3 separate regions of the Pan troglodytes genome follow, and regions 1 and 3 are each linked to region 2. A link is a contact called in public HiChIP or PLAC-seq data. All regions are on one chromosome and are shown on one strand. The core of a region is the stretch at or near the end of the contact, and the rest is flanking DNA. Distances in the headings are between cores, read along the strand shown. Region 1 holds the start of ZNF317 (zinc finger protein 317). Region 2 holds the start of ZNF121 (zinc finger protein 121). Region 3 holds the start of ZNF699 (zinc finger protein 699).

Region 1 (4,206 bases), core at 305-2,804, 420 kb after region 2:
GGCAGGAGAACCGCTTGAACCAGGGAGACAGAGGTTGCAGTGAGCGGAGATTGTCATTGCACTCCATTCTGGGCTACAAGGGTGAGACTCCATCTCAAAAAGGAAAAACAACAACAACAACAACAAACATTTTATTGAAAGGCATTAAAGAAGATGTAAATAAATGATGTAAATCAATTAACTGCAACTCAATGGCATAAAAATGACAATATTCTCAAAGTTCAAATATAGATTCACCACAACTTGAAAACAAAAGTCCAGTATGTGGAATTTGGTCAACTGACTAGAATTTAAGCCATGACATTCCTGAAAAAGAATGGCTAGGTGTAAGTACTTCATCTACAAGATATTTAGAAATCTCTAAATTACAAAGGTGTGCTTGCATCAATACAGAAAAAGATTGTTTCCAAAAATACTGAAGCGCCTGAGTTCATTCACAAATAATTACCAAAATTTAGGAAATATATTTTCTGGAAAAGATGTATACGCAGTCAAATCCACGGAGAAAGTATTGGTGGGAGAGGAGGACGCAGTTTAGAAGAGGTACACAGCTTTCTGAGATTTAATAATCTCTTTCTTGGCCTGGTTTGTAAATTCGCTTTACTGTTGTCCTTTTAAGTGTGTGTAAGTCTGCGTGTGTGTGTAATCATACTTTTTTTGCATGTATGTCCTATTTTCCAGTGTTAAAATATGTGCATAGAAAAGGACACACCACAAAATAAGACGGTAAAATTCAATGGAAAATATTAATAATCACGATAAGTATAACTGGACTAACTCAAGTTAATTAACAAAATGTTGAACTGAATAGTAAATATACATATAGGCTATTTACAAGAGAGTCCACTAAAATTAAAATAAATAAAAAAGTGCAACCAGAAGGACTTAAAAATATAAAAGGTACTCAAGGTAAGTGCTAAAAAGAACACCAATGTGCTGACATTCACGAGATAAAATTGACTACAGCGCAGAAAGAAGGTGATTTCTCCTCGCGATGTCCAAATCCTGACGCCCCCCAATCTCCTGAACTGCCCCCAAACTCTTGAATTCACTTCAGCCGGGCTTTTCCGCCCCCACCAGAGACTCAGGGCTTTTCAGGATCAGGTGACCAATGCTTCTCTCATCACTAGCTGCAATGGTCCAATTTTATCCTTCGCGTCCCCAGCTTTTCATATCGCTGATCGCGAGATCTAAACGCACCCCTCGTCTGGATGCCTAGCTCTTTAGCCCCCGACCCTCGTACCCTCTTAGTCCTCACCGCCAGATAGGCCTCCCGTGACCCCAGGAACTGAGGGGGAGAAGGGTTAAGGAAAGCAGGGCTTACACGACTGGGAGTAGGATCGGGGGAGCGGAGGTGACGGAAGCCGCCGCCGATGCGAAGAGAAGTTCATACGGGAGGTCCAGTCTGGCGTGGGGACGCAAGGGGTCCCCAACAGGCCGAAAGAATTCGCCGCTGACCCCTCCTTGGCCCATGTGTCTCGGGGCAATAGCCTCCAGAGAGTAATGGCTTCCGCTTCACTGCCGCCTTCCAATTCTCGCGGGACTTCATTGGCTGCGTCTAATACGGAAGCGGGGCGGAGAGGATGCTGGGAATTGTAGTTTTGAAGTTTGGATTGGCATGGCGGCCGTGCCCCGGTGGAATCTGACGGTCCAGCATGTTTCTCCAATTTCTACTCAAGACTCAAATTTTCAACTACAACCCACAGCATTTTGTAGCCATCATAGTGGTAAAGGTTGAATCAGGCAAGAATTGTCATCTATATGACACAACTGGGGGACATTTGCATGACGAGCAGATATTTGAATTGCCTTAAATGCCTCTCTATAAACTGCTCGTATGTTGGAATGGAGAAAAAGTAATAGAAATTGTACAGCGAAGAAATTGGACAACATCTGGACCAGGTGATCTAATCAATATCACCAGTGAGGGTCAGATGGAGACCACGTGCCTCTGAATGACACCTTGGGAGGGGCGTAAAATCACCATCACCTGTGTGGTGTTCATCCTGCATATCTGCTATTTTGTGTTTTTTGACCCACATCTCCCCATTTCCTTCCCCAACTGTTTCATTCTTTATTTCTGTGTATTTGAGCTGTCTCTCTTGATTAAAAAAAGTTCCTCATGTAAGTGACGTCATGCAATATTTTTCTTTTTGTGTCTGGCTTATTTCACTTAGCAAAATGTCCTCCAGGTCCACCCATCTTGTGATAAATGTCAGGATCTCCTTCTATTTCAAGGTTGAATAATATTCCGTTACATATATTATATGTTTTATACAATGGAATATATATTATATCATATTTATTATAATTATGTACTATGTGTATTATTACTGTATATTATATAATATATGCTAAAATAATATATGTATGTATGTTATATATATTATGGAATATATATTATATATAATATATATTATTTTAGCAGGAGGAGTCTGCATATACAAAATTCCAGAATCAGACTTGGTACAGTGGCTCACACCTGTAATCTCAACACTTTAGGAAACCAAGGCTTCCCATGTAACCAGTAGGGGCAGAATTATATAGGCAGGAGAGACAGATGGTTAGTATTATCCAGGGCAGGTATTATAAAAGACAGAGAGAAGGAAATTTGAGGTTTTGGAAAATATATTATTGAGGGGATGGACCATGGTGCATATATATATATACACACACATATAAAATGTATATATGGAATATATATGGATATAAAATATTCATATATAATATATAATCTATATTACATAATGTAATATAGATTTCATAATAATATATACACCATAATATATAGCATATATACATATAATAATACATATAATATATAGTATGTATTTCATATAGTATATTATATACATATATTACATATAATATATTACATGATATATAACATATAATGGGAATATCTATTATGTAATGGGTATGTATATACAACATATTATATTAATATAAATATTATATTAATTAATATTTAATATAATTTGAAATATATATCAATATTATATGATATTAATGTTGACATCATATATAAATACAAAATAGATATAATAGAATATTATTCAGACTACATAGCTGCTATTTTATATTTCGTATTCATGTGAGCATCAATGGACATTGAGGTTGTTTCTGTAACTTGGATATTGTAAATAATGCTACAATGAAAATGAGTGCAGACATCGTTATGAGGTGATTATTTCATCTCTTTTAGGCATATATTCAAAAGAGGAATTCCTGGGTCATATAGTAGTTCTGTTGTAGATTTCTTTAAGAGCCTGAATACTGTTTTCCACAAAGGTTGTACCAATATGCATTCCCACCAACAATGTACTAGGGTTCACTTTCCTCCATGCCCTCGCCAACATTCATCTCTCATCTTTTTTTTTCTTTTTTTTTTTTCTTTTTGCAATGGAGTTTCGCTCTTGTTTCCCAGGCTGGAGTGCAATGGTGGGATCTCAGCTCACCGCAACCTCCGCCTCCCGGGATCAAGCGATTCTCCTGCCTCGGCCTCCCGAGTAGCTGGGCTTACAGGCATGCACCACCACGCCCAACTAATTTTGTCTTTTTAGTAGAGGCGGGCTTTCTCCATGTTGGTCAGGCTGGTCTCGAACTCCCGACCTCAGGTGATCCGCCCGCCACGGCTTCCCAAAGTGCTGGGATTACCGGCTTGAACCACCGCGCCCGGCCTCTCCTATCTTTTTGATGATAGTTCTCCTTAAGGATGTGAGGTGATATCTCATAGTGGTTTTAATTTGCATTTCCCTGATGATTAGTGATGTAGAGCACCTTCTCATATACCTGCTGGCCTTTTTTATGCCTTCTTTGGAAAAACGTCTGTTCAGACCCTTTGCCCATTTAAAAATCAGGTTATTTGTTTTTCTGCTATTGATTTATAAGAGTTCTTTATAAATTTTGGATATTAACCCCTTATCAGATATGTGGTTTGCAAATATTTTTTCCCAGTCCGTGGATCGCCGATTCATTCTGTTGATTGTTTCCTTTGCTATGCAGAAGGTTTTTAGTTTGATGTAGTCCCGTTTGTCTACTAATTTTTGCTTTTGTAGTCTGCTCTTTTGGTATAATATCAAATATATATATATATTTGGTCTTTTATCCATTTTGAGTTGATTTTTGTGTATGGCGTAAGATAAGGGTCAAATTTCCTTCTTTTGCATGTGGAAATCTAGTTTTCCTGGCAGCATTTACGGAAGA
Region 2 (4,037 bases), core at 601-3,100:
TAGGATTACAGGTATGAGCCACCGCGCCTGGCAAAATACCACATTTATGAACCAAATTCCTACATGTTCTTGGGTCTGTTTTTAGATATTTTATTAGTCTGTTTCTGCTTCATGTGCTAGTACCACATAGTTTTAATTATAGAGGCTTTATAGTATGTCTTATTTATTTTTATTTTAATATAATTTAATTATTTGCCTTGTGTGAAAACTGTTAATAGTATGTTTTAACATCTGCTGCTCATCATTGCTTTTGTTTTTGTTTTCTTGGTTATTATCAGATATTTATTCTTCCACATAAACTTTAGTATCAACGTAACTAACTCCAGAAAAAACTTTTAATATTTTTACTGGGATTATGTTACATTTCTGAATAAACCTGGGGAGAATGTCTGGTGTCAGCGCTATTTTACAATGTAGGAAATGTGGTCCTGGCCCATGTGGGAAGATCAGAAAAATAACAATAGAAATACATGTTTTTGGCCAGGCGTGGTGGCTCACATCTGTAATCCCAGCACTTTGGAAAGGTGAGGCAGGCAGATCATGAGGTCAGGAGTTCGAGACCAACTGGGCCAATATGGTGAAACCCTGTCTTTACTAAAAATACAAAAATTAGCCGGGCATGGTGGCGCCTGCCTGTAATCTCTGCTACTCAGGAGGCTGAGAGAGAAGAATCGCTTGAACCCGGGAGGCAGAGGTTGCAGTCAGCAAGATCGTGCCACTGCACTCCAGCCTGGGCAACAGAGCTAGACTCCATCTCAAAACAAAAACAAAAACATATTTAAAAAAATTTTTTAAATAGAGACGGGGTCTTGCTGTATTGCCCAGGCTGGTCTCAAACTCCTGGCCTCAAACGATCCCTTGGCCTCCCAAATTGCTGGGATTATAGGCATAAGCCACCGTACCCAGCCAGAAATACATACTTGATGAAGACAAAAAAAAATCAAGATTTACAGAAAATATTATTATATTGAAAATGTGGCCGGGTGCGGTGGCTCATGTCTATAATTCCAGCACTTTGGGAAGCTGAGGGAGACAGATCATTGGAGGTCAGGAGTTCGAGATCAGTCTGGCCATCATGGTGAAACTCTTCTCTACTAAAAGTACAAAAATTAGCTGGGCGTGGAGGCAGACATCTGTAATCCCAGCTACTCGGGAGGTTGAGGCAGGAGAATCGCTTGAACCCGGGGGGCAGAGGTTACAGTGAGCCGAGGTCATGCCACTGCACTCCAGCCTGGGCAACGGAGTGAGATCTGTCTCAAAAAAAAATAAAAAAGGAAAAAGAAAAACGAAAAAAGAAAACGCAATGGAACCAGCAGGTTCTAAAAAATAAAGAATGAAGAAATAAAGGCCTACAGAAAGCCTGACGGAATAGAAGAGATAGACCATGCCATTCACTGGCAGCTTTATCAATATGGAAGAATCATGGAAAGGCTCTAGGAACATGAGATGTATACAAACAAGCTTTATATATATGTATACACATATATATATTTTAATAAAGGATGTTGCTATTTTGCCCACGCTGGTCTTGAACTCTTGGACTCAAGCTATCCACCTGCCTTAGCCTCCCAAAGTGTTGGACTTACAGGCCTTAGCCACTGTGCCCACCTGGGAAAAGCTCTGCAGGAGCATCCCCTGGGGTGCGTCCCATCCCCCACGCCCGCCCTTCCAGCAGGTCCGGCCACCTGAACCGCCGGCTAGCCGGGTCCCACCTCTAAACCGCCCCCAAGTACGGGCCTGTCCGCGCCCACCCGGGAAGAAACTACAATTTCTGTGTTTGACTGGGTCCTATGTGGCTGAAACTCGAACCCAGGAGCCCCGCCCGGCCCGAGGCTCGGAGCGGAAGTGACGTCAGCGCACAATCGCCATCTTTTCCGGCGCTGGCTCCGCATGGTCAGTGCCATTTCGCCTTTATCGTGGTGGAGTCCACCCTGGCTGTGGTGAGTTCCGCCTGCTTGGGGATCCCGGAGATAGCGGGGGGCGGCAAAGGAACGATTGGGTGCTGTCGCCCAGGAGCCTCTCCGATCTGCCTCGTTTCACTCTCTTCTCCAGGGGCTGTCGGTCCTCCCTGCGCGGCCAGTGGCTAGAGGCCGCAGGCTCAGTGGGTCCCAGTCAGGAGCCAGGTCGGGAAGTGTGTTTGTCCCGACTCCGCGCGTTTTCTGGAGTGGTTTCATCCGCTGTGCTCCCTTCTTCAAAAGCTTGGAAAGCAACCTTTGTGAGTTTCTTTCTTTCTGAAAGTAAAAGGATTTCTGCCGTTCCAGTCAGGTTGGCTCCGGCCCCGCATTTCCGCGCCTCAGGAACCTGGCGTTTCCGGCGTGTTCCTGGTGAACACCTGCAGAAAATTGGTTTCAAGAGGGCTCTGACTTCCATTTCTTTGCTTAAAAATGTCTCGTCTGAGAATCTGGCATTGATGTCCTATTCTTATTTTTGACACATTACTTTCTGATGGAAAAAAAATAGTCGTTTAGGGTGTGCCTATATCTGCATGTAAATATGAACACGTGTAGACTGTGAGCCTTTAGTTTCTTATTTTATTTTCTTGGACTTAATGTTTCTTGTTGTTACCAGCTACAAGCCTTTCTACAAAAGAAAGGCAGGCTGGGCGCGCTGGCTCACGCCTGTAATCCCAGCCATTTGGGAGGTCGAGGCGGGCAGATCACCTGAGGTCAGGAGTTCGAGACCAGCCTGGCCAACATGGTGAAACCCTGTCTCTACTAAAAATACAAAAAATTAGCCAGGCGCGATGGCGGGCGCCTGTAGTCCCAGCTACTTGGGAGGCTGAGGCAGGAGAATGGCGTGAACCCGGGAGGCGGAGCTTGCAGTGAGCCGAGATCGCGCCACTGCACTCCAGCCTGGGCAAAAGAGGGAGACTCCGTCTCACCAAAAAAAAAAAAAAAAGCCAGGCTTGGTGGCAGTCCCCTGTAATCCTAGCTACTTGGGAGGCTGAGGCAGGAGGATTGCTTGAACCTGAGAGGCCGAGGTTGCAGTGAGCCGAGATCTGCCACTGCACTCCAGCCTGGGCGATGAGAGCGAAACTCCGTCTCAAAAAAGAAAGAAAGGCAATAATACACAGCTGTTGTCTTTATCTGAAGTTCCTAGGTCTGTACCCCAGCACAGAGCTTCAAAACAGGGGCCCACAGGAAGAAAGGATGGAGGCTTTTGTTTGTTTTTTTCAGACGGAGTCTTGCTCTTGTCGCCCAGGCTGGAGTGCAGTGGCGCGATCTCAGCTCACTGCAACCTCCGCCTCCTGGGTTCAAGTGATTCTCCTGCCTCAGCCTCCGAGTAGCAGGGACCATGCCCAGCTAATTTTTTTTTTTTTTTTTTTTTTTTTTTTTTTTGTATTTTTAGTGGAGACAGGGTTTCACCATGCTCCCCAGGCTGGTCTCGAACTCCTGACCTTGTAATCCGCCTGACGGCCTCCCAAAGAGCTGGGATTACAGGCGTGAGCCTCCGCTCCTGGCCAGGATGGAGGCTTTATTAAACTGATACTAGAATTATTTATTATTAAAATCAGAATATTATTCTAGTATTAGTGTAATAAAGTAGTATCTATTGAATTTATTAACAGCATGTTTAGACTAAGTGTAGTTTTGACATTTTTTTCCGAAAAATTTGATCCTAGGGAAAACTTGAACATCTAACACACCCAGTCTAGTAGATTTTTTTTTTTTTTGAGACAGAGTCTTGCTCTGCTACCCGGGTCGGGGTGCAGAGGTGCGATCTTGGCTCACTGCAACCTCTGCCTCCCAGGTTCAAGTAATTCTCCTGCCTCCCTAGCATTAGGTGCGTCCATGTGAAGAGACCACCAAACAGGCTTTGTATGAGCAATAAAGCTTTTAATCACCTGGGTGCAGGCAGACTGAGTTCGGAAAAGAAGTCAGCAGAGGGAGATAGGGGTCGGGCAGTTTTATAGGATTTGGGTAGATAGTGGAAAATTACAGTTACAGGAGGTTGTTCTCTTGTGGGCAGGGGCGGGGATCACAAGGTGCTCAGTGGGGAGCTCCTGAGATTCATTGTCCAGGAGAAGGAATGTCACA
Region 3 (4,234 bases), core at 1,561-4,060, 270 kb after region 2:
CGAGGTGGAGAGAGAGAGAGGACAGCTTACGCCATTATTTCTTCTATGCATTTCAAAGACTTTAGTACTTTCACTAATTCCGCTACTGCTAATTAGAAGGCAGAACCAGGTGTACAGGGTGGAACATGAAAGTGGACCAGGAGTGTGACCCCTGAAGCACGGCATCACAGGGAGACGTTTAGGCCTCTGGATGGCTGCGGGCGGGCCTGACTGATATCAGGCTTTCCGCAAGAGGTAGTGAGCAGAGTCTTCTCTAACTCCCCCGGGGAAAGGGAGACTCCCTTTCCCTGTCTACTAAGCAATGGGTGCCTTCCCCAGGCACTGACGCTACTGCTAGACCAAGGTCCGCTAGGTAACGGGCTCCTTCCCAGGGGCTGGCATTACCGCTAGACCAGGGAGCCCTCTAGTGGCTCTGTCCGGGCATAACAGAGGGCTCACCCTTGTCTTCTGGTCCCTTCTCATCATGTCCCTTCAGCTCCTATCTCTGTATGGCCTGGTTTTTCCTAGGTTATAATTGTAGAACAAAGATTATTATAATATTGGGATAAAGAGTAATGCTACAAATGATTAATGATATATACAATCATATCTATAATCTATTTCTAGTATAACTATTCTTATTCTATATATTTTCTTTATTGTACTGGAACAGCTTGTGCCCTTGGTCTCTTGCCTTGGCACCTGGGTGGCTTGCCACCCACGCGTACAAAGAAGGCAGAAAGGAAATACAGAAAATTCAAACACTGCTGGGATTCTGAATGTTGTTTGTTTTTTCCTTATACTTTTCCTTTAAAATAAAAAACTACAATGAGAACATAATGCTTCATAATAGAAAAAGATTTACACTTAAAAAACATAGATGATGAAAGGGAGCTGGCTAGGGCACCAGGGACAGGCATTGGGAAGGTGACCTCAAGCCGCAGTGAAGAAGTAATGAACAACCTAGGGACCAATACAGAAAGGCCACCTGTGGTTCACTTATATAACACATCTCTACCTCATATTATACCAAAATACATTCCCTGAGCAGTAAAGAATTATACGTTTTAAAAAGCAGTACAATTTGGAAGTAAATTAGGAAGTATTTTTATATTTTAGAGTTTGGGGAGACATTTAAAAGCAAACTAGGAAACTCAGAAACCATTTTACTAAAAGTATAGATTCATTGGGGATATATAAAATTGAATATATATATTTTTGAGATGGAGTCTTTCTATTGTCGCCCAGGCTGGAGTGCAATGGCGCGATCTCAGCTCACTGCAACCTCTGCCTCCCAGGTTCAAGCGATTCTCCTTGCCTCAGCCTCCTGAGTAGCTGGGATTACAGGCACCCGCCACAATGCCCAGCTAATTTTTTGTATTTTTAGTAGAGATGGGGTTTCACCATGGTAGCCAGGCTGGTCTTGATCACCTGACCTCAGGTAATCCACCGGCCTCGGCCTCCCAAAGTGCTGGGATTACAGGCATGAGCCACTGCGCCTTGCCTAAAATTAAATATTTTATATGGATATCATATTATAAACTAAGTCAGAGGAGCAAAATTATGTTATCAACTCAATTGTTGCATAAACATTTGATAGTGTTCATAAAAAATTATTGATAAAATATCTTTATAAACCTGGTTTAAAAAGATTAACTTGATAAGAGGTGCAACCTGTTGTAAACAGCTTACTGAGGAACTTTGGTAATCATTACCGACCAAGACAAGAATGCTTAATTTCTTTCCGACTTATAGTTGAGGAAGCCCTAAACAAACAATAAGAAAAAGAAATGACTCTGGGTGTGGTGGCTTACACCTGTACCCCTAGCACTCTGGGAGGCTGAGATGAGAGGATAGCTTGAGCTCAGGAGTTTGAGACCAGCTTCAGCAACATAGTGCGATCCCATCTTTACAAAAAATAAAGAAAATAGCTGGGTGGGGTGGTACGCGACTGTATTCTCAGCTACTTGGGGGGCTGAGATGGGACAATCACTTGAGCTGGGGAAGTCAAGGCTGCAGTGAGCCATGGTCGCGCCACTGCAGTCCAGCCTAGGCGATAGAGTGAGACATTGCCTCACATAAAGAAATGAGTTATACACATTAAAACAATGAAAACATGCAGAGAAAATATTTATATTTGATGGTTCAAATAATAAACTGACAGCTATCAGAATTCAGCAAGTTTCCAGGAAAAAGGTTCTATTTAAATAATTATCAATGGCTTCCCTCTACAGGAGAAGTTATCAATACAACAATGAAAGGGAAAACTAAAAGGCCCAAAAGGACTGAGTGAGTGTAAAGGAGAGTCTGTTTCCTATTAGAGCTGCAAATATATGTGTCCTGTGTACAGGACTGTAGCAACGTGGAGGATAGGTAGAAACCCGATCGATGAGCATCCTGTATCCGTGGTAGCTGAGAACCTGGATGGGAAGCCCTAGCCTTAGCCCCATCCCTAGGCCTTGTCACTTAAGCCCCGCCCAGCCCTCGTCTCCGCCCCCTAGGAATTTCAACCAAGCCCCGCTCCCAATCTGGTTCCACCTTTAGCCCCGCCCCTTGGAATATTTAAAAGGCCACGCCCCTAGGTCTAGCCCCAGTTCCGCCCCTCAGGCCGAGTCATGCAAGTCCAGTCCAGGGTTCTGTTTCTTCTCTGTTTACTCCAAATCATGAAGAAACTAGGATTTCTCATCCACTTGCGGCTGGAACCAGCCTTGGCGCTCCTTTGCATCCCGCTCCTCCCTGCTCCACCCGCTTCACCTCAAGTCCCGCTTCCCAGGCCCCGCCCCATACGCCATTTGCAGCGCCAAAAGAGGAATCAGAAGTGTGCTTCTGCGCATGCGCGAGTCGACAGCCCTGTCACCCTACGCCTCCCCCCGCGTCTGAGGAACATTTTTGCCTCCGTCCACTTCCTGTCCTGCCCTGCTCCGCCCCGCCCCGCCTGCCCCGGGTCGGGTCCGCGGGAGACCGAGGGCTGGGTTTGGGGATCGGCGGTCTAAGGGCTGCCTCCCCGCCACTCCTTGTCCGGACCCCGCGCCCGGGGCCTCCCGCCGCCGCGGCGCCTCCTCAGAGAGCCCGGGTCAGCTGCCCCTGTGGCCGCGGCTGGTCCCAAACTCACTGAATCGGGAACTCTGGTCTGGGTACAGAAATCGGGGTGATTCTGATGCAGGCGAGAGTTGGAGAACCAATGTCGTAGTTCATCAGCCTCCGAAAGCATCCTTTGCTCTCTTTCCAGAAAGGAAGAGCATCTCTGCCATTCGGGTCTCAAGGACAAGCGCTTCAGCCTCGTTCTCTGTGAGCTGATCTGTGGATCGCGGCGTGTCGGGTGAGCACGGGGTGACATTTGCCTCGGCTCGGTCCCCTCCTGTCCCCTCTTTATGCATTAGGTAGTGTTTGGGCCAAGCGCGGTGGTTCACGCCTGTAATCCCAGCACTTTGGGCGGCCGAGGCGGGCGGATCGCTTGAGCCCAGGAGTTTGAGGCCAGCCTGGGCAACATAGCAAGATCCCGTCTCTACCAAAAAAAAAAAAAAAAAGTAATATAAAAGGTGCGCTCCTGTGTTCCCAGCTACTCGGGAGGCAGAGGTTGCAGTGAGCTGAGATCGCATCACTGCACTCCAGCCTGGGCAACAGAGCGAGACCCTGTCTCAAAAAAACAAAAAGATAGTATTTGGTCTCTGGATATTATATTCTGCCTGTGGACATCAGTTTGATACATTATATTCAAGTGAAAGTGAACTGATGCATTTTGTCATTAATGATGCATTTGAATCATTTGTCTATAGATTGGTTAAATTTCACACAGAAAATTTGGTCATCTGTCAGTTTCAATCTTTTCCCTTTTTATTCCTTGCAGTTTCCATTTCTTTTCATTTCTTTACTGCACTTGCCAGGACCTCCAGTACAATGTCCGACAGAATAGCATGTAATTTACATCCTTGTCTTGTTTCTGATTCCAGAGGGAATTATTCTATCATTTCACCATTAAATAGGATGTTTGCTGTAGGTGTTTGTAGGTTTTTTTCCTTTCTTTATTCCTATTTCTTTTTAGAAAATAGGAGTCTCGCTCTGTTGCCCGGGCAGGTCTCGAACTCATGGGCTCTCCGCCTCCCAAAGTGCTGGAATTACAGGCATGAGCCACTGCACCCGGCCTGACCGTGTTTTAAACCGCTGATTTTTTTTTCTTTAATTACGGGGTGTAATCAGGTTTTAGATCACTGCTGGAAAGTTGTACTACTTTCTAGAAATTCATTAATTACCTGTG

What was found. HiChIP or PLAC-seq counts read pairs in DNA pulled down with a chosen protein or histone mark.
Region 1: an H3K4me3 HiChIP or PLAC-seq map of stem cell-derived excitatory neurons shows a contact between it and region 2, with 4 times the contacts expected there. The contact joins the promoter of ZNF317 here to the promoter of ZNF121 in region 2. A contact is called at or near these places in 1 of 7 Hi-C or Micro-C datasets (stem cell-derived neural progenitor cells) and 1 of 1 datasets of contacts at active chromatin or transcription factors (stem cell-derived excitatory neurons).
Region 3: a contact with region 2 is called in an H3K4me3 HiChIP or PLAC-seq map of stem cell-derived excitatory neurons, with 3 times the contacts expected there. The contact joins the promoter of ZNF699 here to the promoter of ZNF121 in region 2. A contact is called at or near these places in 1 of 7 Hi-C or Micro-C datasets (stem cell-derived neural progenitor cells) and 1 of 1 datasets of contacts at active chromatin or transcription factors (stem cell-derived excitatory neurons).

The regions. Positions count from the first base shown.
Region 1 is chr20:11,886,749-11,890,954 of NHGRI_mPanTro3-v2.0_pri, reverse strand. It overlaps ZNF317 (zinc finger protein 317), which reads right to left and starts at 1,554. Exons shown (of 7, transcript XM_524096.6): 1 at 1,325-1,554.
Region 2 is chr20:12,307,167-12,311,203 of NHGRI_mPanTro3-v2.0_pri, reverse strand. ZNF121 (zinc finger protein 121) reads left to right here and starts at 1,850. Exons shown (of 4, transcript XM_001161005.5): 1 at 1,850-1,940.
Region 3 is chr20:12,033,098-12,037,331 of NHGRI_mPanTro3-v2.0_pri, reverse strand. ZNF699 (zinc finger protein 699) reads left to right here and starts at 2,810. Exons shown (of 6, transcript XM_063800517.1): 1 at 2,810-3,298.